Regions from separate parts of the Mus musculus genome. Here all the other regions are linked to region 1. A link is a contact called in public HiChIP or PLAC-seq and promoter capture Hi-C data. All regions are on one chromosome and are shown on one strand. The core of a region is the stretch at or near the end of the contact, and the rest is flanking DNA. Distances in the headings are between cores, read along the strand shown. Region 1 holds the start of Nsmce4a (NSE4 homolog A, SMC5-SMC6 complex component). Region 2 holds the start of Zranb1 (zinc finger, RAN-binding domain containing 1). Region 3 holds the start of Armc5 (armadillo repeat containing 5). Region 4 holds the start of Abraxas2 (BRISC complex subunit). Region 5 holds the start of Bag3 (BCL2-associated athanogene 3). Region 6 holds the start of Oat (ornithine aminotransferase).

What was found. Promoter capture Hi-C pulls out the DNA fragments that hold promoters and counts their contacts. HiChIP or PLAC-seq counts read pairs in DNA pulled down with a chosen protein or histone mark.
Region 2: a contact with region 1 is called in a promoter capture Hi-C map of pre-B cells, with 6 times the contacts expected there. The contact joins the promoter of Zranb1 here to the promoter of Nsmce4a in region 1. A contact is called at or near these places in 1 of 39 promoter capture datasets (pre-B cells) and 1 of 115 datasets of contacts at active chromatin or transcription factors (large pre-B cells).
Region 3: a promoter capture Hi-C map of erythroid cells shows a contact between it and region 1, with 4 times the contacts expected there. The contact joins the promoter of Armc5 here to the promoter of Nsmce4a in region 1. A contact is called at or near these places in 1 of 39 promoter capture datasets (erythroid cells) and 1 of 115 datasets of contacts at active chromatin or transcription factors (embryonic stem cells).
Region 4: a contact with region 1 is called in an H3K27ac HiChIP or PLAC-seq map of embryonic stem cells, with 4 times the contacts expected there. The contact joins the promoter of Abraxas2 here to the promoter of Nsmce4a in region 1. A contact is called at or near these places in 2 of 115 datasets of contacts at active chromatin or transcription factors (embryonic stem cells and large pre-B cells) and 1 of 9 other capture datasets (liver).
Region 5: a promoter capture Hi-C map of embryonic stem cells shows a contact between it and region 1, with 4 times the contacts expected there. The contact joins the promoter of Bag3 here to the promoter of Nsmce4a in region 1. A contact is called at or near these places in 1 of 39 promoter capture datasets (embryonic stem cells) and 1 of 115 datasets of contacts at active chromatin or transcription factors (embryonic stem cells).
Region 6: a contact with region 1 is called in a promoter capture Hi-C map of pre-B cells, with 5 times the contacts expected there. The contact joins the promoter of Oat here to the promoter of Nsmce4a in region 1. A contact is called at or near these places in 2 of 39 promoter capture datasets (liver and pre-B cells).

Annotation. Positions count from the first base shown.
Region 1 is chr7:130,545,265-130,549,321 of GRCm38.p6, reverse strand. It overlaps Nsmce4a (NSE4 homolog A, SMC5-SMC6 complex component), which reads left to right and starts at 1,941. Exons shown (of 11, transcript NM_001162855.1): 1 at 1,941-2,330; 2 at 3,350-3,427. The coding sequence starts at 2,048.
Region 2 is chr7:132,929,531-132,933,587 of GRCm38.p6, reverse strand. Zranb1 (zinc finger, RAN-binding domain containing 1) reads right to left here and starts at 2,412. Exons shown (of 10, transcript NM_207302.3): 1 at 2,043-2,412. It overlaps 1500002F19Rik (a long non-coding RNA gene), which reads left to right. Exons shown (of 2, transcript XR_003946678.1): 1 at 1-2,580.
Region 3 is chr7:128,235,067-128,239,123 of GRCm38.p6, reverse strand. It overlaps Armc5 (armadillo repeat containing 5), which reads right to left and starts at 1,767. Exons shown (of 6, transcript NM_146205.2): 1 at 535-1,767. The coding sequence starts at 997. It overlaps 9130023H24Rik (RIKEN cDNA 9130023H24 gene), which reads left to right and starts at 1,093. Exons shown (of 1, transcript NM_177001.3): 1 at 1,093-4,057. The coding sequence starts at 1,705. The coding sequence ends at 2,718.
Region 4 is chr7:132,857,375-132,861,431 of GRCm38.p6, reverse strand. Abraxas2 (BRISC complex subunit) reads right to left here and starts at 2,207. Exons shown (of 9, transcript NM_198017.3): 1 at 2,099-2,207. The coding sequence starts at 2,197.
Region 5 is chr7:128,521,276-128,525,332 of GRCm38.p6, reverse strand. It overlaps Bag3 (BCL2-associated athanogene 3), which reads right to left and starts at 1,750. Exons shown (of 4, transcript NM_013863.5): 1 at 1,289-1,750. The coding sequence starts at 1,474.
Region 6 is chr7:132,574,305-132,578,361 of GRCm38.p6, reverse strand. Oat (ornithine aminotransferase) reads left to right here and starts at 1,964. Exons shown (of 10, transcript NM_016978.2): 1 at 1,964-2,067.

The DNA of each region.
Region 1 (4,057 bases), core at 692-3,191:
GTCTCTGCCCTTTTCTTCCATTTGATTAGACCATCGTGAATCGGATGGTGCCCAGCCAGGTTTCTGAGGGCAGAGCTTCTCAAGGAATCTGAAAACCACCCCAGATTCACCTACAAATAACATTTTTGCCAGCGTTCTGGGCATCCCTTATCAAAGTTAATCATGTAAATAAATATAAACTCATCACCACAGAGTGGAGAAAAGCCCCCTGGACTTCAACATCGGACTCTGATCGGACATCGGACACTGCTATAAGCTTGCGTTTTATTTGTTAAAGAGATTTGCTATGTGTGCGCATGTATGCCTGGTGATGCTACATGCATCACGTATGTGCAGGAGTCCAAAGAGGGTGTCGAATCTTCTAGAACTGTTGTTCTAGACAGCTGGGAGCCACTATGTGGATACGGAGGACTGATGCCAGGTCCTCTGTAAGAGCAGTAAGTGCTCTTAACTGCTGAACCATTTCTTCTCAGTAGTCTACATTAATACAGAGAATAGTATTTCATCAATCACATTCACCCCTTCTTCCCCACACACTCTTCTGTGATGTCAATGCAAATTAGTGTTTTAAATTAACCCAGCAACATAAAATATGAAGAGATGCACTTATATACGTGTAAGGGTGTCTATGCATAGCTTCCTAGTTCTTTTTTCTTTGGAGGCTCTAGAAGCAATGATATCTCAGTAGCAGTGAGCTCACTAGGCTTTGGATCTTGGTCTCAAAATCCTCTCAGCCTTTGTGAGGTAGTTAGATTCACGAGGATCAGGAACTCAATATTAGCTTCAGCTACAGGGTCAGTTTGAGGCCAGCCTGGGTTACATGAAATCCTATGTGAGAGGGAGGGATGGAAGAAGGAGAAGTGTGTGTGTCAGAGGGTAGATTACCTCAGGATTCCTAAGGTGGCATAAAAACTGGTACATGGGCGGGCGGTGGTGGCACATGCCTTTAATCCCAGCACTTGGGAGGCAGAGGCAGGCAGATTTCTGAGTTTGAGGACAGCCTGGTCTACAAAGTGAGTTCCAGGACAGCCAGGGCTACACAGAGAAACCTTGTCTCAAAAAACAAACAAACAAAAAACAACAACCAAACTTGTACACGGCAGTGTGGATCCATAATCCTAGTGCGTTGGAAGTGAAGACAGGAAAATGCCTAGATCTTGCTGGCTATTTAAGTCCTGTCAAAAAGACGAGTTCCAGGTTCAGCTAGAGATGCCTTATGGTAAAGAACGTGGAGAGTGGGCTGGAGAGATGGTTTAGAGGTTAAGAGCACTAGTTCTCATAGGAGTAGGGTTCCATCGCCGTTATCCACAGGGCAGCTCACAAACCCTTCTTAACTCCGGTTCCAGAGGAGGTGTGCACGTCCTATTTTGACATCTGAGGGCACTGCATACATTTCGTCCACAGTGTGCACGCAAATAAAGGATGTATATACACACACAACAAATCTAAAAAATGTGGAACTGAAAGAGGAAGACCCCTGAAGCCAACCTGCCGTTTGTACCCGCAGATGCACACTTGTGCATGCGTATCTATGTACAGTGCACACACACACAATTACATGGAATGATATGTATACATGTATCTTTGAAACCACATTGCATATAATTATCTTCCTCAGACCTGTTATAGGGTATCTGTTGTTAGAGAATCAGCTGTGAACCTGCCGTGTGGTGGTGCAGATATTTAGAAGGAGGCTTAACAGTTTACTATGGTACAGTCAAGGAACCCTGTTTTGTTTGTTGTATCCTCCCCAAGGCCAGAGGAGCCAAAGAGACAATGGGAAGATGCATGACTAAGTGGGGTGGGCATTAGGATCAGAGATCTAAAGTCCTAAGACTCTTGCTTGCAGGGTGGAGTAACTAAGAACCAATGCGAGGCACAGACACAGCCAACGCCGCCGCGACCTCCGGGCCACAGGTGTCGCTGTGTGCTCACGCGCCAGCCGGGGAGCTGCGTTGCTCCTGGAGCCGGCGCTCGAGCCCAGCCGGGGGTTTCAGTTTCTGGCGCGAACTTCCGCCGCTCCGAAGTTGCAAGGCGAATTGGCGCGATGTCTGGCGACAGCAGCGGCCGCCGGTCTGAGGGCCGGGGCCGGGGCCGCGACCCGCACCGGGATCGCACCCGCTCCCGGTCCCGCTCGCGGTCCCCGCTGGCCCGCCGCGGCGCCGCGCCGGAGCGCAGGGAGGCAGCGGAGCGTCCGAGCTTGGAGGACTCCGATCTGTCTGATTCTGGGGACGAGCTGATGGACCCGGCCTGCTTGGAGGCCGAGTACGACCAGGGCCTGTGCCGCCAGATCCGCCATCAGTACCGCGCTCTCATCAACTCTGTCCAACGTAAGGTGGCGCTTTGTGGCTGCGCGGGCCGGTGGCGTTCCATGGCTGGGGAGGGCGGTGGAGGTGCAGGCGCTGGCCGGTCTGCGCAGGCTCGCGGCAGCGCGCTTTCGCTTGTTTACGAAGTGCAGCCTACGCGACCTTGGCGGCGGCCGCGCAGGTGCTGTGTGGCCGGCTGGAAAAGCGGGAGACCAGACCTGGTGGTGACTTGAGCTCAGCTAGCCAGTAGGGAAGACAAGCACACACCACCAGATTTTTGTTCAATCTAGCTTGCTCCTCGTGGGCGCCTGAGCTATGGAGTCCCTTGGGATTGCTAAAATGCACATTTCCCTGCCCAGCTCGGATACACTGAATCAGAAATGCTGTACAGGCCCAAGCGTTTGTTGTGTGGCTCTCCAGATGAGCCTGTTGCTTGAGAAGTTGACAATCCTTTCTTAATCGAGCCCTTGTATTGGGAAGCCGAAGAGTCATCCCTTTGCACATTTGGGGAGCAAGTGTTTCCTGTCAAGAGTTCAAGTTTTGAGGGCTGGGGAGATGGGCAGATGCTTCTCTTGCGACCTTAATTAGATTCCCCAGAACCCTCTAAAGTGTCTCCTAAAAGTAGTTCTGTAAACTTGTATCCTCAGCCGAGGGGAAGCAGAGACCCTGGGTCTCTTTGGCCAGCTCACCTAGCCTTCTTGGCTAGTTCTATAGATAGATAGATAGATAGATAGTTCTATAGATAGATAGATAGATAGATAGATAGATAGATAGATAGATACCCTGTCTCAAAAGGCAAAGGTGATGGTGCGCTGAGGGAAGGACATCAAAGGTTGACCCCAGGCCTTCTGCACACACAGACGTTCAATTTGCTTGGAACAGTAGTAACATTGTCTCTTTCTGTAAAAGATAAAGCCTTTTTCTGTTAAAGAGATAAAGCCACTCTAATCATTACCCAGGCTGTAGGAGTGGAAGGAACTGTAAGTTGCTACTTATTAGTGAAGGATGTGCCCAGTTCCCTAAGCTTGTATTCTTTTAAATAGAAAACCGGGAAGACATACTGAATGCTGGTGACAAACTAACAGAGGTCCTGGAAGAAGCTAACACTCTGTTTAATGAAGGTAATTCATGATTTTAAATCTGTTATTGCAGCTTATACTCACTGGGTTACTTTTATAGAAGCCAATTATTGTTGTTCCATAATTCCCATTTACTAGTGCACAGGCCCAGAGCCTTTTCCGTTTTAGCAACAATACTGTGCACTTACCACTTGGTACAGTGTATGCTTTAGGGTTCTTCGAAGATTTCTAGAAGTCAGGAAGGAGTTGTACAGTCTGTTTTAAGAAGCCTCTTCCATGAGCTGGGCAGTGGTGGTACACACCCTTTAATCTCAGCACTGGGGGGTGGGGGAGGGGCAGAGGCAGGTCTCTGAGTTCAAGGCCAGCCTGGTCTGCAACTGTCTGTTCCTGTGCATCTACAGCTACACACAGAAACCCTGTCTCAAAAACAAACAAACAAACAAACTAGCTGGGCGTGGTGGCACACGCCTTTAATCCCAGCACTCCGGAGGCAGAGGCAGGCAGATTTCTGAGTTCAAGGCCAGCCTGGTCTACAAAGTGAGTTCCAGGACAGCCAGGGCTACACAGAGAAACCCTGTCTCGAAAATAACAACAACAAAAAAGACTAACAAAAAAGAAGCCGTGATTCTTTTGCTGGCTTGAATTTGAAAGTTTCACTTGTATGTTCTGTTA
Region 2 (4,057 bases), core at 1,163-3,662, 2.4 Mb before region 1:
GTCCTGGAACTCACTCTGTAAACCACAATGGCCTTGAACTCAGAGATCCTTCTGAGTGCTGAGAATAATGGTATGCACCACCACTGCGCCTCAGAGGTGCTAGTGTATTTAAATACAGAAAATATACCCAAGGTATAATGAGGACATGAAAATTCCAAATAAACCACCACAAACTGGAAGAAAAAAATGTTCAAACAAGAAGGTATTTCTAGGGAAGAGGGGAAAGCCATAAGCAATGCTCAAATAAAACCAAACCAAGTTATATAAAAAGTTAGCATCCTACTTTTGCAACTACATTTAAGTTTTAACTGATTTTATAAAAGCAATATAAATAAAACTACATGTAATGGCTCTCACTGAATCAATTACACATAAATCAATTTACCTCAAACAATGTACATCTGAATTAATGTTCATACTCAGACTTACTTTAATTGTTTGTTTGTTTATGGTTGGGGGGGGGAAGGTTTTCTCAGTGTAACCCTGTCATGGAACTCACTATGTAGACCAGTATGGCCTAGAACTCAAGAGACCCACCTGCCTCTGCTACCTGAGTGCTAGGGTTAAAAGCATTCACCATTCACCACCTTGCCTGGTTTAATCCTCAGACCTTAAAAGTGATATGCCACAATCCGTATTAGTACATAGTTATGGATCAAGGCCATTAGTTTGAAATATATTACCATGAGTTGTAAGTTCTTCATACAACCTCAAGAGTAAATAAATGGATGCCCCAAGGCTCAACGGCACTAACAAAAGGTTGTTAAAACAGCAACCAGAAAAAACCTCCCATGGCGTTCAAATAACATCCTCCCCCCAAAAAAGTAAAACGTCTCATTACTGCCCTACCTTTTAACCTCTCACAACCCCCCCCCAATGAAAAAGTTACAAAAATTTAATGAGACTATTTTAAGAGCCTCCAAATCAAGAGAGTGGCTTCCAAATATACTTTCGAAATACCTCATTTAATTAAAATAATATTTAACAGGATCCAGCTTTACTTTTCCCAAGCATAGTTCAGTGGACTTTCTAATGGCCTCTGTCACAAAGATCCTCGGGTCTCCCCTGTTTTCTCTATATAAGCCAAGTCACCCATTTTTGATCAACAGAGGTACCATGCATGTAGCAAAAGTTGGTAGGGAGTCGACTGAAAGAGACTGCGGGGTACAGGAGCCACTCATTATATAACACTTCCAAGTATTTGTACATCACGTTTATTAACACCATCACAGGTCAACTATACAGAGACCAAACATTGCAAGCAGTGGAAAGAACTTATAAAAATTGACTTAGTGGGTAACCGAAAGGGGAAATCGAGGGGTTGAGATACAAAATTCTAAGCAAGGTGGTTTCAAAACCAGCGTCTCCAAGATAATGGGCGGGTTCAAACTTCTTGCTTAACGTAAACTGCCTCTCCCCGGCGCTAACAGCAAGTATTACAGCTCTTTTGTCTGTGCAATGACCAGCCAAATTAGAGCAGAAAACCAAAACAAAACAAGAAAACCCACAAGGTAGGTGCACAGAGCGATCGTTACCGGGAGCGGAGTTCCAGCTGCCCATGGCCACCAGACATCAACTTTCACCCTGATTTGCTTTAGGCAACCGGAGGCCAACGTATGAGGGGAGAGAAAGTGGACAAGGGACCAAAACACAAGTTTGGGGACCAGCACCAACTTAGAGCGACAAATCCGGGTGTTTATGGCCTACTAAGAGGTGGGAATAAGACCCACACACTCGGACTCGGGAGGGATCCCAGTTGCCGGAATGAGGCGGGCAGAAGGGCAGCGCCAGCCGCTGACGAAGGCGGCCAACTGAGGTCGGTAAACAAGCCGGGCGGCCACTCTCCCTCATCCTCCGGGTTGTCCCCGCGCTGGGAAGCCCAAGATGGACGCGCGGCCGCGGACAACCCCGGGCCTGCGATGCGCTATCCCGCAACGCTGCCGCCCGGAGGCTCGGCAGCCTGCTCCCCGCGACGCCCCGTCAGGCCGCGGTCGACCCGCGAGGGGCCTGCGGCGCGGCGCCCCCAACCCAGGCCCGGTTACCTGGCGGCCGCGGATCCTCCTCCTCCCCGTCTGACGCGCGGCGCCCGGCGGCCGCGGCGGCGGCGGCGACTCCCGCACGGCCAGCGGCGACGAGCCGAGCCCGGCCCCTCTCCGCCTCCCTCGGCGCCGCCGCCCACCCCGCTGCTGCCGCCTCCGCCCTCCCGCCTCAGTCAGGACATGTTCTCCGCGGGCCCGCGCGCGGCTCCCAGCGGCCCGAGGGGCGGAGAGGCTGCGCGGAGGCGGGGGCCGAGGCTCGGGGACAGGGGCGGAGCGGTCTGGGGACAGCCTCGGGCGCAGAGGACTCCGAATGGCGGCGGTCAGGACCCTAGAGCTAAATAAACCCCGCGGCGGCCGCACAACGTCAGGAACTGGACCTCGCTGCTCACCGTCCTGTGATTGGTCCCGAGGCCTCAGGAGGCGCAGCCAATAGGCGACCGCCTCTTTCCCGGCGCAGGAGCGGGCCGCGGCCGTGACGTCAGCAGCGTGCGTCCTGATTGTGAGGCTACGGCGCGCGCGGTCCCGCGACGCGTCCTCCCGGGTGAGTGTCTTCAAGTCTAAGTGCAGGATGCACTTGGGAGGTGGGAGCCTTCTTCCCCTGGCCGCCGGCCGCTCTTTGCTGCAGAGTCGCCAGCGCTTTGAATCAAGCGTGAGTCACGCATCTGTTTGCTAACTGGGAGACCGCTTGGCCGTTCCTTCGGCGGTTTAAAACAGTTTTTAAAATTTCAATAATTTGACCCAGGCTGTCATTCTGGGGCTCAGGCTGGCCTGGAACTCTTAAACGATATTCCTGCCTCAGCCTCCCCAAGAGCGCTGAGATTACAAGCCTTGCTTACTTGGCATTTTATTTTGTTTTCAGACGAGGTTCTCTTGTAGCCCGATTTATTTCTAACCCCTCTAAATAGCTGAGACTGATCCCGAACTCTTAAACCTCCGGAGTGCTGGACTTACGCCACCACTACTCTTAGCTTCACCTAGCCCTACTTCAAACTTTTTCAAAATGTAAACTGCTTTAAAAGTAATGTGTTAAAGGCCGTAGAAATAGTTCACTGGGTAAAGTTGCCAAGCCTGACAGCCTGAGTTCCATCCCCAGTACCTACAGAGTGGAAGAAGACGACTAACTCCCACAGTTGTTCTCTGGGCTACACACAAAATAAATAAATGTAATTTTTAAAAAGATAGTAATATGGGGGGTCTGGAGAAACGGCCAGCGTGTAAGAGCACTTACTTCGGAGAAGCAAAGTTCTGCTCCCAGCAGCCACTTCAGTGGAAGACAGTCACCTGTAACTCCAGCTCCAGGGGGTTCAGTGCCCTCTTGTGGCCTCTACCAACACCCACACTCACTTGCACAAACACATAATTAAAAATAAAAATAATTAATTAGTATCTTGAAGGAACATTAACAGCAATCTGGGAGGGCATTTAGTAATTGTTTGGATACCTCAGATCCAAAAGGATGACCGTGTTACTTGAAGTTTGATGTTTCCCAAACTTGAGTGGGAATTCACTTTGTGAAGCTGTCTTTGGTGTCTTGAGTTATTTGCATAAAATGGTATAAGACAGCTGTACCATGGCCATCAAAAGAACAGTACTTTGTATAACTTCCCCTCACCAACATCTTTCACAACCAGTGGGGTGCTTCCTCTCCATAGCCATTGCTATGGAGTAGAGGCCTTCAGCAACCCCCACCTGGTCTGAGAACTTATCCATAAATTAAGTTTAAATGGAAACAACAACACAAAACAACACGTTCTCAAGGATATAATTAATTCATTTGTAGGTAGGATCCCACGCTATTATATAAAAACAGTAGTTCAGTTGACCCTTTGGAAACACTTTGTTTAAGCACTTCCTCTTCCTGAATCAAAGCTTTACAGCATGCTGCCTCCAAATAAACACCAATCACACGGTAAGATGTCCAAGTTGTAGTTTATTTTAGTCAGAAAAGGGATAGGACTCAGAGGAAGCTTTTAAATTTGATTTAATAAATGTCTTGTAAAAAAAAAATCTGCACCAAG
Region 3 (4,057 bases), core at 518-3,017, 2.3 Mb after region 1:
CACCCGGTACACAGAAAGGCTGATCCTCTGCTGGAATTTGTTTCCTGTGTTTAAGTACCCACTTATGCTTGGAGTCTGGGCACTGTACATTTGAATTTCATTTTCTACTCAACTTCAATCCTGTCGGGTAGCTATTGTTATTACACAAAGAATTCTTGCTTTGGAGGGGTTGGGTGATTTGCTTGGTATGTCTGACTTTTAAACTCACTTTCTAACTTTTAAAACTACACTTTCTGGCCTCCTGCTCTTCCATGTGAAGCCTTGCACAGGGACGGGTACTGTCCCCGAGAAGCACCAAAAACAAAGTATAAGCCACTTGCTCAAAAGTGAGGCAGGAGTCAGTATCTACTTCTGGTCTGGGCAGGTCCAGGTCTAATTTATGGAGAGAGCAGTGACGTCACATAGCATCACACCTGAGGAGATGAGTGGCGCTGCACCATCACAAAGCATGTACTCAGAGGCCTGGCATAATGGAAGGGCAGCGCAGATACTGTGGGTTGGAACCTTTCTAAGAAATGGGGGCGGAGCACTTACCCAAAGGGAGAATGCCTCCAAGTCTCCGCACTTCGGCCCGGCACGCCCCTTCTGTACAGCAGTTGGCTAGAATGCTGAGCGCCAAATCCAGCGTCTTGCGCAGGCGCATTGGCAACGAAGGCGTCAAGAGCGACTCGGCAGCGGGGGCGTGGCCAGGGGTAGAACCAGCTGACGCAACCGACGAAGGGGCGGAGCCAGAGGCTGCTTGGGACGGGGCGGGGCCCGCAGCAGCCGTTCGGCGGAGCAGGGCGAGAAGGGGGCGGAGCCCGCCGCGTGCCCGGAAGCGCTCAATCCCCTCTGCCGCCTTGATGTGGCGCGTGCGAAGAGCTAAGAGCGCGCGGCCCAGGGGTGTCTCGTTGGTAGCTGGGTCCTTTCCCCCACCTGGCCCCTCCCCGGCCGCCGCCGTGAGCTGCGCGAGGCAAAACGAGAGCGAGTCCGTAAGGGCCGGTCTCGCAGCCGCCATCTTGGCCCGGGCCTCAGGCTCCGCCCCGCGTCTCGCCGGTACTCTGAGAGAGCGGAACTGGAAGAGGGGGGCGTGGCCAGGCTGCTCCTCGGAATAGCGCCGCCGCAGTTATCTTGCGAGTCGGAAGTTCAAGTTCTAGATTCTGGAACTCCGGTACTTGCACAGTCGCAGAAGACATGGCGAGAATGGTATTTATCTGTGGGAAAGTAAGAGGCGCGTGCGGTGCATGCTGGGATATGTAGTCGGCGCCAAGCTTAGTGCAGTTTAAGTGGGTGAGAAACTCCTCCCGGGGCCGAAGAGTGAACTGTTGCTCCTAGGATCAGACGCCCCGCGGTGGAGTCTTAGTGCTGTCCTGTGCTCCCCAACGTGACTTAGCCACTTCGCTCCCGGTACGTCCTTGTCGGCGACGTTCAGACTTGATTGGCAACCCTCAAAGCGCGGTGATCAATGGCTCCGAAAGCCGGACTGACAGACTCGCAGAACCCCAAGCCGTTTCAAAAGTGCTAAGTTCCCGACAGAAAGGTCTCGCCAAGCGAATGAAAGAGTTAAACCTACCGGGAAAGTTCGCTGCCACTTCCTAGAGTCTCTCGGGCTTGGGGACCTTTCCGTTTCCGGTACCGGCCTCCAAGCCTCCAGTGCCCCGTTCTCCAACTGTGCTGATGAGTTAAACGGGTGGCATTTAGGAAACCGAGCGCTTTTCGGCCGCAATGGAACTTGCGGCTCCAGAAGTGACCAGGGAGAATCTAGATGGGGCTAAGCTGCTGGAGAACCGGACGTCAAAATTCCCGGGAGCCCCCAGGTCGCCCCTGGATCGCGAGACCGCGCTACATGAGCGCCCCCTCCTGGCGCGGCCGGAACAACCAGCCCCCGTGGAAAAAATGCTGGACCAGCAGTACTTATGTAGGTCAGGCTCTGGCCCCAAGGAAGAAACCTTTGTCAAGACCAGTGATCCTGCAGTCCCCAAAGCTTTCAAGTGTAGGGATTGTGGGTTGGCTGTACCCAGTCTCTCTGATCTCATTCACCATCAAAGCAGCCATGGGTGTGACCGCCCTTACAGCTGTCCAGAGTGTGACAAAAGCTTCCGGCGTGGCTCAGATCTGGTTAAGCATTACCGAGTTCACAGTGGTGAAAAACCATACCCCTGCCCAGAATGTGGCCGTTGCTTCAGCCTCAGCTCTAATCTCACTAAACACCGTCGTTCTCACTCAGGTCTCCGGCCGCACAAGTGCATGGAGTGCGGAGAGGCCTTTGGTCGCAGTGCAGACCTAGCAAAACACCAGCGGGTGCACACTGGGGAAAAGCCCTATGCGTGTGCTGAGTGTGGAAAGACTTTCAGGGTTAGCTCCAACCTGATCCAGCACCAGCGAACTCACACTGGTGAGAAACCCTACCGCTGTGGCCTCTGTGGCAAGAGTTTCAGCCTGAGCTCTAACCTTTTACAGCACCAGCGCTGTCACACAGGCGAGAAACCCTACTTCTGTGCCTGGTGCGGAGACAGCTTTGGGCGAAGTTCCTATCTGCTAGAACACCAGCGTTCACACACGGGTGAGAAGCCCTACAATTGCTGTGAGTGTGGCAAGAACTTCACCAACAGCTCAAACTGCCTACGGCACCAGCGCACTCACAATGGAGAACCGCCCTTCAGGTGTCTTGAATGTGGTCGTGGCTTTAGTGAGATCACCATGTTCACTGAACACCAGCGCATCCACTTGAGCAAATGACCTTTCCAGAATGTGGCAAAAATCTCACACCACAGTTCCATCAATGTTCACACATGGGCAAGAAACCCTAGAAGTTTCCTGATTGCAGCTAGTATTTTTGTGGACACCAGCCTATGCACACAAGCAAAGGCCTTTCATTTGCAGGTTTGTCAAGAGCTGCAGTCAGATTTCCCACTTGCTCTTCTACCAGGTGACCCACATGAGCAAGAAGACCTCCATCTGCCCCTTAATAAGGCAAGCCTTTGCCCATAACGCTTAGCCTTGTCTAACATCAATGGGTGTTCCAAGATGAGAGTTTCTGCAGTTATCCCTGGCTTCAATGAAGGGACCAGAGTGTTGTTAGTTTTTTTTTTTTTTTTTTTCTTTTTTTCTACGTCCCGAAGGTGACTTAACTAAGGGCCACTAATGGGGTTCACAAATGGCATCTGGGTTGAGCCACAGGCTAGACGAACAGCACTAGAGCTGTGTCTGCCTTCAGAGAAACAAGATTTAAACACACACACATGCACACACAAAAGTCCTGTTTTCTGAGATTTCATTCAGAATCTCCATTAGCTAGACAAAAGTTTTTAGATGCCCAAAACCACATAGCTCCTGCCCCAGCTGCAGATAGGCTAACCATGACAAAAGCAACAACTCCTTTTTCTCTGGAGGAAGAGGATTACAAACCAGGCAAAGTCCATGTGAGGACTACAGTAGCCAGAGGTTGGAGGAGGACCAAAGGGGATGATCAAAGGCTATGTCTTGGCAAAAGGACCGGAGAATTTGACCTTGGGATTGTTACATAAACTCTGGGTGTAAGAAACCATTTGAGGAACTCTTCACCACTCATTAACTCTCTCTACTGCTTACACTAGGGTGCTAGAGGTTGAGGTAGAAACAAAGAAATAGATGTTGAGTTCAGGATACTTTATGGTATTTCTAGGCAGGGGCAAAGGCCCAAGATTTGTCATCTCGTTCTTTTCTAGTCTTCAGTCCCTTCCCTTGAAAATCCCCCTGCCCCCCTCACGCCCTTTCCTTCCTCCATCAGTGGAAGAATAGTGAAAACTTCTGGACTTTGGAGATTCAGTGTGGCCTTTCTGTCTGATATAGAGGAGGTTGCCCACACAAATGTATTTCTACTGCTAACATTATCCTATATGGGAGCACAGGGTTTCCCAGAGCACCACATAGTCTTTGAGCAGAGTCCAAGCAATAAGAGACTGCTTGTTTTCCCGAGAGGTGCCCTTGTCTGCACCACATGCATACAAGTGTCTCCTCAATCTTTTGTGACAGTCCATCCATCCTTAACTGCAGAATCTGGATCCCCTGCCCTCCAGTTTTGCTGCCGTTTATCAAG
Region 4 (4,057 bases), core at 958-3,457, 2.3 Mb before region 1:
GGGAGAGAGTCTTCCCCAGGGAAGAGCACACCAATTGGTTATCCAAAACAAAGGCACAGTCCTGAACCTTACAGATGAGGAACATTTTTCAGGCTAAGCAGGTTATATTTAGGAATATATATGCATACATATAAGCATATAATAGTGATTAATAAAAAAAAAAGAGACCATGTATTTGAAAGAAAGCAAGAAGGAGTATAAGTGTGTGGGGGAAAGGGAGTCTGGAGGGAGAAAAAGGAAGAAATGATGTAGTTATAATCTCAAAAATGTTTTCAAAAATGTTTGCTAACTTTAGCTCCACAGAATAAGTTTAGCTTTAGATTAATTTTCCTAGACCAAACAAACACATCTTTTAAAAAGTAAATTCTTGGTTCTTCAACTTTAAAACTGACTTTTTTTTTTTTTTTTTTTTTTTTTTTGGTTTTTCGAGACAGGATTTCTCTGTGTAGCCCTGACTGTCCTGGAACTCACTCTGTAGACCAGGCTGGCCTCGAACTCATAAATCCACCTGCCTCTGCCTCCCAAATGCTGGGATTAAAGGCGTGTGCCACCACGCCCCGCCTGACATTACTTTTAAGTATTCCACACCCATAACTGTGGTAAGGTTAATATAAAAATGTATAATCATATAAAACACAATTCAAACTATTGGCCTTGTATAAAATTTCTTCCCTCATGCCAAGTAGGAGATAAATATTAAGGAAATTGCTATTAAATAGCTAGAAAGCTAGAGCTGGGTTTAATGGCTTCCCCTTGAAATCCCCACACTTAGGATTGGGGGTGATCAGGAGTTCAGGGCCAGCCTTGACACTATCTCAAGACAACAAAGAATAAATAACAAGTGAAGAAACGGAACTATGGCAGTTTCTAGAAATACTGTCCAAGTTTCTTATCTTTATAATAATCTTGTCTTATACACAAACTATGACATTCCTAGGTACTCTCTAAAACAGAATAAATAAGCACCCTGAACTCGTAACTGCAGTCCATGGACGCTAGGAACTTTACAACCACTTACAGTATTAAGAGCTAGCTGCAATACTGAAGGCTAGTAGGTCAGAGCTGGCTTTAGGAAAAAAAGCAGAACAATGCTGAATATATTCCTATCAGTAATCTCTGCCATCAACACTGCAGAGATGAAAAGAACAGTAAATTCATTCCACTCAGTATACTCATGGAATCGCCTCTCAGAATCAGTCTTTATTAATGGAATCGAAGATCAGTGACATCAAACCAAATCCAGTTTCCCTTCTAACTACTGTTTTTATAATGACAACCACAAAAAGCCCCATCTCTTATTCAATGAATTTAAATCGTTCACCAATAACAACAACACACACACAAACCGCTAATTGGTGGGAGAGTAATGTCCTGTAAAAGCACCTATTTCACAAATAATTTCCAGAGGTCAACGGCATTGAAAGGCAATTCGTAAAATAAAGACACCGAAGAGTCCTATGGACTCCATGGCCTGTACATTTCTGATCGCTCATAAGTGGGCCTGTCACTTCCCTCTTAAGACAAGTTCCGGGGATTAGAACACTCGCTGAGGAACTAAACAGGCAACTTTGAGGAAGTGCAAACAAGACTCTGCACCTAACGAGCCTATTCACATTCTCCATTTTCCACTGGGGTGAAAAAAAAAAAAATCCAAACAGCCACATCTGATAAGTATGAACGGTGACAGACACGACGACCCGTGTGGCCGGGGGTCAGAACTTGGATCCTCTCCTAGATTACAACCCAGACCTTTGAACTCCATCCCGACCCAAGGCACTCAAGTCTGGAAGCGCGATTCTCAGCGAGGGGTAGGCACCCAGTTTTGGCTAGGCGACTCCTGACACTGGCGGGGCCGGGCGCTTTAGGTCCTTTGGACTGAGAACAGCTGTGCCAGGACCCGCCCGAGGCCGAGAGCGCCAGAGAAGGGCCCGCGGGGTGCAGGAGCTGGAAGGGGGCGGGAGCCGCCTGGGTCACCAGCTCATCGGTTTGTCCCGGGGATTGAAGGCCGAGCCTCCAGCGGTCGTCGCTTGGCCGCAGGCGCCGGCCTGAGGAGGAAGCCGAAGGCCCCAGCGGCCACGGCAGGGGGCCCGGCACCTACGTGGTCGGCGTTGCTGTTGGCGCTGTGGAAACACACAGCGCTGAAGGTGTAGCCCGAAATGGAAGCCGCCATGATGGAAATCTCCACCTCCCCCATCATGCCCCGCGGAGGGTGCACAGCCTTCCGGACGCCCCGCCGCTGAGCATCCTGGGAAATGAAGTCCTCCAAGCTACTCGAAGCTAGGACAGGGAAGTAAAGGATTCCAGATCAAAGAGAACCAGCACCTTCAGTTTTGTGTGTTCCTCAGACACCGGCCTGTCTGTACAGCCTTGTTATAATCCAGTTTGTCCCTTCTGCAAATGAAGTTGAAGGATGGAAGGCCGGAGATGATTCCAGCAATTGAACAGGTTGAGATTTGACTTGGGAACAGCATGATGTAATTTCAACTTGAACAGACCACTTTGCCTGCCTGGTTGAGACTAATGCGTAGGAGAAATGGAAGGGAAGGAGATTTACAATAATCCCCACCTGGTGCAGTGACAGGGGAATTATGGTCAGAAGTAGTGGAGCTGGTAAAACGATTGGATTCTGGACTCAAAAACAATTCAAATATAAGTCGTGTAAGGGCAGAAGGGTTGCATGTCGGAGGCCAGCCAATGAATGCTACATAGACTTGTTTCAACAAACAACAAAAACAAAAACCTTCAAGTTTGACAAAAATCATAGAAGACAAAAACAAATAAGTAGCAATGAATAAACTATCAAATTTAGAAAGAAAAAAAAAAAGGGAACTATTTCTTCTGCAGCTTGCTAAGACTTCAGTATTCCTAGCTGGGCTCCTGATTTCCCTACAGAGCTACTTCTCACTTCTTTTCCAAGTTCAGCAAATAAAACTGTTTATGACAATTACTCAAATCAAAACCTTTGCAGCTGGGGCTGGAGAGATGGCTCAGAGGTTAAGAGCACTGACTGCTCTTCTGAAGGTCCTGAGTTCAAATCCCCGAAACCACATGGTGGCTCACAACCATCCATAACGAGACCTAGCGCCCTCTTCTGGAGTGTCTGAAGACAGCTACAGTGTACTTGCATATAATAAATAAATAAATCTTAAAAAAAAAAAAAAAACCTTTGCAGCTAGCCTTAACAACTTCTTTTCTCTTGTTCCCTACATCAGATCAGCTAAAACGATCTTCAAAAAAATACTGAGTCCTACGATTCACTACCAGCACATCTGCCACCCTGACCCAAAACACCATTTTCTCTCTCCTGGTTATGACAACTTCTCAGAGTCCCAGTTGGTGGCAATTTTGCCCTTAAGGGATGCTTGACATTGCTAGGAGATATTTTCCAATGCCAACCCCAGGGGAAGGAGGTAAACTCAGGAAAGGCCTCATAACAGAATTAACCAGTCCAAAATGTCGAGGTAATGAAGTGAGGCTGTTGACCTGCAAATATATCCTCAACACAGTCAGTGAAATGATCATGGTAATGTTTAGATATAAGGTGTCAATTATACCTGGCCAGCCTCCAAATCCTACGCCGACATGCCCTCCCCCTGCATTCCTGCTTCTGCTACCCTGATAGACTTGGCTACAGCTACAACAGTAGCCTTTTTGCTTTCTGGAAGCACTGAAAGTTCATCAGGTCATAGTGCCTTTACATATGTCCCTTTCCTCTGCCTGAGATGCTGGTCTCTTGGACAACTATATAGCTCACTGTTTTATGCCTGCCCTGGGTGCTTTGAAAGGCCACCCAGACCTCTTCTTGCAGGACTGATTGATTTAGCCTGGCTGCTGGGGAAGTTTTCCATTGACAGCTCCCAGTTCACATCTCCTGGAACTATTCCCTGTGAGAGAGAACCTAATTTTCCAGCTCAGTTAGTTTTCTTATCCAGTTTAAGACCACCTGCCTAAGTGCCACCCACAAAGAGCTGGGCCTTCCTACATCAATTAGCAATTGCTGGAAATAAAATCCGATGGCTCACTTTTCAAAGGTGTCTCTAGCCAGCTTAGGTCCAGC
Region 5 (4,057 bases), core at 501-3,000, 2.0 Mb after region 1:
AAATCCTACCTAAATTTGTATTTTTAAGTTCTTCACTCAAAATTCAATCGAATTTTTATTTATTTTTATTTTATTTTATTGGTTTTTCGAGATCGGGTTTCTCTGTGTAGCCCTGGCTGTCCTGGAACTCTGTAGACCAGACTGGCCTTGAACTCAGAAATCTGCCTGCTTCTGCCTCTCAAGTGCTGGGATTAAAGAGGTGTGCCACAACTGCCCAGCTCAATCTTTTTTTTCTTTTTTTTTATAAAAAAAGACAAGGTCTTATTTTGCAACACAGGCTAGTTTCATTCCAACTTAATTACTTAATAACTTTTGAGATAGACTCCGATTATATAGCCCTGGCTAGACTTGAACTCAAGATCCTCTCGCCACAGCTTCCTGGGTGCTGGGATGACAGGCCTGAACCAGGCTGGGCTTCATTCCAAATTTGTATTTTCAATTTTTCTTGCTTTTTAGATTGAAGTACACAAACCTGAATATCTATGCAAATGAAGCATACACCTAGTGTTCACCAGACTCCTCAGCTGTTTCTGGTAACAAAACTCCAGTATTTGAAAAGGACAACAAGGAATCACGCCATTAAAAATACATTCTTTCACTCCAGTGTGAGTCTTAAGGCAGTGGCTAAGTATGGTGATACAATGTCTGATCTTTAGTTTTGGAACTGTCAGAAAGAGTATCTTAAAAAAAAATAGTGGTAGTATCAGAATTTTCTCTAACTGAAAGCAGTTTCGACCAGTAATAATAAGTTTAATGGGGGAAAATAACTTATTTACTCGAGCCTCCTGAGTCACTCTATGCCTAAGATCCAGTAAACTCAAGATAAGCCTCAACTAAGTTCTGAATTTGAAAGTGAAATCCCCACAGGAGACTCCACTCAGCAGCCTTTCAATCCTGGCCGTGCGCCATCAGCACCGGAGGGAGCCCAGGGTCTCAGCACGGGACGCGCGGGACAGAGAGGCGGCGGCCGGGCCTGGCCTGGGCCTCAGCCGCTCATCAGGCCGGTCGCCCTTCCCTGGGACGCGGCGCACCGCAGCTCAGGCCACCACTGCCCTTCGCCCTTCGCAAGAGGCTGTGGAAAACCACCCGATGTCACCACGCGGGTCGCACCCCGCTGGCTACCGTCCAAGGCCACCCTGCCTGCGGCTCTCTGCGGCCCGACGCCCGTTCGAGGCGGATATGGTTAAGGACTCTCCTTGCGCAGCAGGGCGCGGGGTGGGGTGACTCGCATAGCCCTGGCTCGACCAGGCCCCTTCGCCGTCGAGGTGGGACGGCAAGCTCCACTCACCTTAGGGCCCTCGGGGGGCACACGCGGGTCGTTCCACGTCGTGGTGCGGCTGTTGTGGTCCACGAAGAAGGGCCAGCCGGTCTGCGGGTCGATTTTGATCTCCCAGCCCGGGGGCAGGGGGTCTCGGTCGCTGGCTCCGTTGCCGGACGCCATCTGCATCATGGGCGATTGGGTGGCGGCGCTCATGCTGGGTTAGGGTCCGCCCGGGGCGCAGAGCTAGGGCGCGGGTCACGAGGTCGTGGAGTGCGGGCACCTCTGTGTAGCCGATGTGTCCGGGAAGCCGGCGCCGGGCACCTTTATGAATTAAAGGACTGGGTGACGTGGCCGAAGAGGGGTGGAAGTGTCTGGAAATAGCCTCCTAGCTGCCAAAGGGGAAGGAGGAGATAAAGAGAAGGCAGCAACTGGCCGGCTAGAAACTTCTGGTCCCATCCAGAGAACTTGGCGGCCGCCGTGGGTTGGATGCGGAGCTCCGCCCTGAGTCATAGGCTATAATCGCGGCGGGGCGGGACCTTGGGAGGGATCGGAGGCGGGGATTTGTCACCCGCCCCTCCTTCTCCTAGACTACCCAGGCTGTCCCTCCCTATCCCTGTCCTGTGTGTGTCCTGGGGCCTGTGCGCCTCGCGCCAGGTTGACACGCACCGGTGTCCTTGTGCTCTCTGGCTGGTTTCTGTCTCCGGACTCCCCACCACTCTTTCGTGCCGCGTGGGGGTGTCCCGGGGTTAGCAGTCCAAGGGCCGACACCTGGGGCCCCACCTTTGTGTAAGGACTAAATCATCTTTAAACTCGGAAAGTCTAGTTCTTTCTCTCTCTTCACACTCAGTGACGCTGGCGTCCTGCAGTGACGTTTTTAGTAACTTTTTCTCAAGGGCCTTATGACTTCTGAGAAATTCTGGAATGCTGATCTGAGGTCACAACAAAAAGAAAGAGCTGTGGAAACTCACCTGCCTGCTTTGGAAAACTGAAGAAGCAAGGACTAAAGTGACAACTTTGTGCTCTTGGCCTTCTATATAGGCACTTTCGCACAGTGACTAGACTTCAGAAACACCTGGAACCAATACTGAGGCCAATTTCCTGACTCAGATTCAGAGAATGTCCTGGGACCTTCAAAGATACATCTCTGGCCTCTTCCCCTCCGATTTTTACTCTGTGGCAAATACTAGAGGACTCTGCCAGACATTTCCAACAAGCTGATTTTTTTTACTTCCAAAGACCTTCTTACTGACTTTGAAGTCTCAAAGCCTCAGTATAAGTATTAACATAGTTAGCCTTCAGGTACTGCCTGGTGCCACCAAACACACCTGTATAAGCCCAAATGTGGGAATATTGACTTATTATCATTTGATAGTCACATTGAAAGGTCTAGACACTTAGATTCACTCACTGGTCAGTGTCTGTCTTTTGCTTCTTTATACCTGAACCCACCCAGCACGTGGCTAAATCCAGAGTCCATCTTCAATAAAGGAATAAAGATTGATGTTTATTGAAGACTGAATACAAAGTGAATTTTTTCGCTTGTTTTTCAATACAAGGTATCTTTGTGTAGTTTTGGCTGTCCTAGAACTAGCTAATTATGTAGACCAGGCTGACCTTGAACTCACAGAGATCCATCTCTCTGCCTCCCAAGTGCTGGGATCAAGGGCATGTGTCACCACTGCTTGGCTGTGGATATTTTTTTAAAGATATGGTCTATCTATATAGTTCTGCCTCCCAAGTATTGAGATTAAAGGTGCACACTACCATCTACTACGCCTAGCAATGCCCTATTTAAAAAATATTTAAAAAAAATAAATAAAGATTTATTTTATATGTATGAGCCGGCTTGTGCAATGCCTTCCGAGGTCCAAAGAGGGTATTGCATGCCCTGAAACTGTAGTTATAGATGTTTATAGCTTCCTTGTGGGAACTGAACCTGGTCCTCTATAAGAGTAGCAAATGCTCTTAAGTCATCTCTCCCGCACCCCCACTTTGTCCTCAAATTGCCCCTTCGTTCCTACCATCCATTCCTATCTTGCTAAGTATTTCTTGACTCTGTGACTCTTCTCTTTCTTCCGTCCCAGCCATCTTACGCTTTCACCTGGATCCTTCACAGCACCCTAATGGGTTCTTCAGCCTTTGGGCTTGCCTCTAAACCTCTTGCCCATATAGCAGCCAGAGAGGCCTTTTCAAGCACCCACCAAGTCCACTCTCCTTGGTCTGGTGCACAAAGGTGTATTCCTCATTTTCCCTGGTCCATACTTCAGCTGACCCTGCTGAACTGTATCTTGCACACACTGCTTCCACCACCAGGATGGAAACCCTTCTATCCACTCCAACCATCATCTCCTGGGCAGCTTGGCTTTTCCCAGCATTCCCTTTAGCATACACTCCTTCACACACACACACACACACACACACACACACATACACACATCCTGCTGCCCCCCCATTAGTCCTCTGACCATCCACATCCTGTCCCACCCTACCAATTGCTTTACACTGTAAATGCTTGTTTGTTTGATTTACTTAATGGGCTGAGTTTTTAAGAGCAGGAGCAGGATCTTGATCACCACCGTGTCCCCATCCTCCAGCACAGTGTGTGGTAAATAATAATTATTAAAAACAACACTCATAATGGCTAGTGCTTATTGGGTAATCGCTGTCAGGTGCTACGTTAATGACTTTACGTGGGCTCTCACATTTGATCTTTGTGGTGGAAGCCATGATGTGCCGCTTACATTTCCGTTTAGGCATGAAAAGTTGGTTCTACCCACTGCCGGGAATACTGTGAGA
Region 6 (4,057 bases), core at 715-3,214, 2.0 Mb before region 1:
TTCCCAGAGGTTTCTTGCTTATGAAATCCTTTTCATCAAAGAGCACCCTACCTGCGAGTTCAAAAGGATTGCCACATGTTTTGATGTTACCCTTAGTTCTCCTGATGAGCTCAGCTGCTCCTGCTTGCCAAGGCATAACAAGATGGCCCTGGCTTTACCCATTTGTCCTGGCTTACAGAGCAGAATCACAAAGAAGCAGTTCCTTTCTGACCCCAGGGGAGGAAGGGTCAAACCCCCAAGAGGTTGATCATACTGAAGTAGGTGGTATGAAAGGAATAAAAATGAAAAAGATAAAGTTATCCACTCATAATAATGAGCCTTAGAGGGTAATTAATGGTCATTATAGTAATGAAGTAATGATCTGGGCAAATGACCTTAGCCAAGGATAGGATGAGCCCAGTAGGCTTGCTCAGTGCTCCTGAGGATATTGGATTCACTGCTCTATCTCTGAGCCCACACTACTTTCTTGCCCCTACTGACCAGGTCAACTAAGACATTCCCTGCTATGGCTGTTGAATGTCTTCTATTTGTCTCTCTACCTGGGTCTTCTTTTGTTTGTCTTTACATGTGTCTGGTGTGTTTGTGTACCAGTGTTTGCATGAGTGTGGGTACACAAGGTCTGGTGTCTTCCATGATTGATTCCTACGTATTTAAATATATTTAATTGAGCCTGGGTTTCTCACTTGAACCCAGAGCTCTAGGAATTGTCCTGTCTCTACCTCCCTGAACGCTGGGATTTCAGATGGGTCTCGATGCCCACTCAGCGTTTATGTAGGCTCTGGGGACCTGAACTCTGGTCTCTTTATGCTTGCCCAACAATCACTTTACCTACTGAACCATTTCCTCTGCTCTTTCCCATCCCACTTTCTTTTCCTCCTCTTTCTGATCTTGCTCTGTGTCTAGGGAGGCTAGTTTGTGGGGATTGTCTTTTCTCTTGTTTTCTCAAGTCAGGGTTTCTCTCTGTACCTCTGGCTGCCCTGGAACTCTCTCTGTAGACCAGGCTGGCCTAGAACTCATAGAGATCCACCTGCCTCTGCCTCCTGAGTCCTGGGATTAAAGGTGTGCACCACCACCACTACTACCACCAGTCTTAACAGACTCCTTAGGCTCCTGGCTCCCTCCAAGTAGTCTTTCCTCAAACTCCTCTCTCTTTGGGGTTCTAGAAACCCCACATCTAGCCCTGGATACGTGGACTGACAGTGGCTCTCCCTGGTGTGCCAGTCCCTCCATCCTTGTGCTTTCTTATTCACACACATTCTTTCCAAACTGGAGTGTGAAATCTTTCTGCCTGACCCTGAAGTGTAAGGTAGTGAATCACTGGCCCTCTGTGGTCTACAGCTTTTGGTACAGGATTGGATAACTCTTCTATTCTCTTCATATTTTCTGATTTATAACGAGCGTTATAGACAAAAATGATACCTAAGCACCTTCTGATTGTGTTTATCCTGCAATATCCTTTTCCGGTTTGAGTTTTAACCATGGTAGTGGAGGGAGTGCAGGCAAGTCTATACTGCGTAGCTGTCATTTCCAACCACTTATAACAACAGTTAATAACATCCGGGCGGCGTTTTACAGCTGCAGAGATGATACTAGAAGCATCAGTAATCTGTTTTGTCATTTTGGTACGTGAGGGTTCAAGGTCATGTGGTTTCAGCATTTAAGATATGATGTTGCTCCCAACAGGCTCTTTCAGGAAAGGTTTTGGAAGGTCCCTGGGCTAGAGAAACGCAGTGAGAGGCCACCATTCCTTCGGGCCTCCGTTCCCCTTCGGGTAAAAGAAAGCGAACTGCTCCAAGTTCAGTGCAGAGCTCAAGCGCCACAGGCACAAAAGCAGACTGCGCACTTGGGGAAGGCAGCAGAACTTGGCGCCCGGAGGCTCAAGGCCGGGTGGGTGGGGCGAGAGTGAGCCTCTTGTGATTGGTGTGCGGCCCTCCGCCTTAACCAATGAACTGAGAGAACGGGCGGGGGCGGGACAGACACGTCGTCTTAAACGACCTGACGCGCCGGGCAGCCACATCGCGCTTCGTGGCTGAAGTACAGTCAGTGTCGCTTAGCGGACGCTGTCAGGTACGACGTACGCGCCGGGGCTGGGCCAGAGCGACTAGGGCCCACTCGGTGTTCTGGAGTCTCCGCCGGGGCAACACTGGAATCTCCGGGTCTAGGGCGCCACGCAGGCCCGGGGTGGGGCGGGCTCGGCGTGAGGACGGGCGGGGCACGGCTTGGGCTCACTGTCCCCGGGGGACTCGGCTAAGGGGACTGGGGCCTTGGAGGTCTCGACTTTGAAAAGGCGGCGTTGAGGGCGCGGGGCACCACGAGCAGCTTGGCGGGGGGTGGGTGGGGGGTGGGGGTGGGAAGAGGAGGGAAGGACCCGATCCCTGGGGACAGAACTGCGAACTTGTGGTCGCGTCACCGGGAGGGGGCGCTGATGCGGACCAAGTCCGAGCTCCTTGGGCAGCTTTTACGTCTCGTGGCAGATCATACCCATCCCTCCCCAATCCCCACTTCTCTTCAGTCCTAAACCAAATAAGAGGATTGAGGAAGTGACGTGCACTCTGTGATGAGATGGTGGCTAAGGATTGGCCCACAGGGCTCTCTGCACGAAGAGCCCCCTCCTTAGGCCTTTGACAAGCTATGTTGAACCTCAGTAAATTCCAGTCTAATTGTGGGGAGCTCTTGCTGCCAGCAAATCTTGCCTCAGGCCTACAGCAATGCCCGGGAGTACATTTACCTTGTAGATGTGTCAAGATATATTAAGGGAGGAGTGGTTTTGGAATGAAGTGGCTTTGCTACTTGAATAACCTCTGATTTCTCCACCCTAAATTTTCTTGATCAAACTTGTTAGTGTCTGTAGGTAAATTAATTTTATGTAACTTGTAACTGTACTTTAAATTGTATGTGTGTGATCAGGAATGAATGCGCCATCCGAGGCCAGAGGGATTCGATACCCCTGGAGCAGTTCTTGATAGTTGTGCCATGTAATGTGGGTGTTAGGAACCAAACTCTGGTCTTCTGCAAGCATAGTAGGTGATCTTAACTGCTGAGCCATCTTTCCAGCCCCTAAAACTTTAATTAGTACATATTTTAAAAGGTATTTTTTCCTGTCTCATCTATTTACCTTCCGGTCTACTTTTACTATGGTTATATGGATATGTATTTTATGCTCTTTGCAGAGTTCTTGAGGATGAGCCAAACTGTATACCTGTATACTTTTTTTTTTTTTTAGATTTATTTATTTATTATACGTAAGTACACTGTAGCTGTCTTCAGACACTCCAGAAGAGGGCATCAGATTTCATTATGGATGGTTGTGAGCCCCCATGTGGTTGCTGGGATTTGAACTCAGGACCTTCAGAAGAGCAGTCGGTGCTCTTAACCACCGAGCCTTCTCCCCAGCCCCCAAACTGTATACTTTTAAAAATAGTAATGAATGGGTAGTGATGTGGAGGTGTGTGGAGGGTGCGGTGTAGTTGGTTCAATCCTTTCCCAGTAGTGTTACTTTAGTTGTTTGCCAGTGACGCACTTGAGGTGAATTTTAGCCAGAATATTGGTTACATAAAACAAAGCTTATGTTGACAGACCTTCCAAAAAAAAGAAAAAAAAATTAAGGGCTGCATTTGTGAATGGTTACCTCAGAAAAGTAAATATTTAACAAGCGCCAAACCAAATTTACTTCTCAAGCTGAAGATTTTCAATGGCTTTTGGATGACTTTACCCTGCTGTTTCTTTTAGAGCAATTTAAGGAAAGGTTATTTAATAAGGCAGACTAAACAAATTCTTCCAAATGCAGCCCTTAATGGAGACTGTACTGTGGAGATATTCCTGTGAGCTAATGGGGAAGGGAATAATGGTGGCCTGAAATTAAACATAGGTGTTCAACATGCTCGGCCTGTCGTTAGTTCTTATGTTTGGGCTCTTATATCTGCTAAATATAAATAGCAGATAGATAATAAATAGGAATAATCTATATATCTATCTATCAATCATCTTTGGTTTCTCGAGACAGGGTTCCTCTGGGTAGCTCTGGCTGTCCCAGACTCACTTTGTAGACCAAACTGGC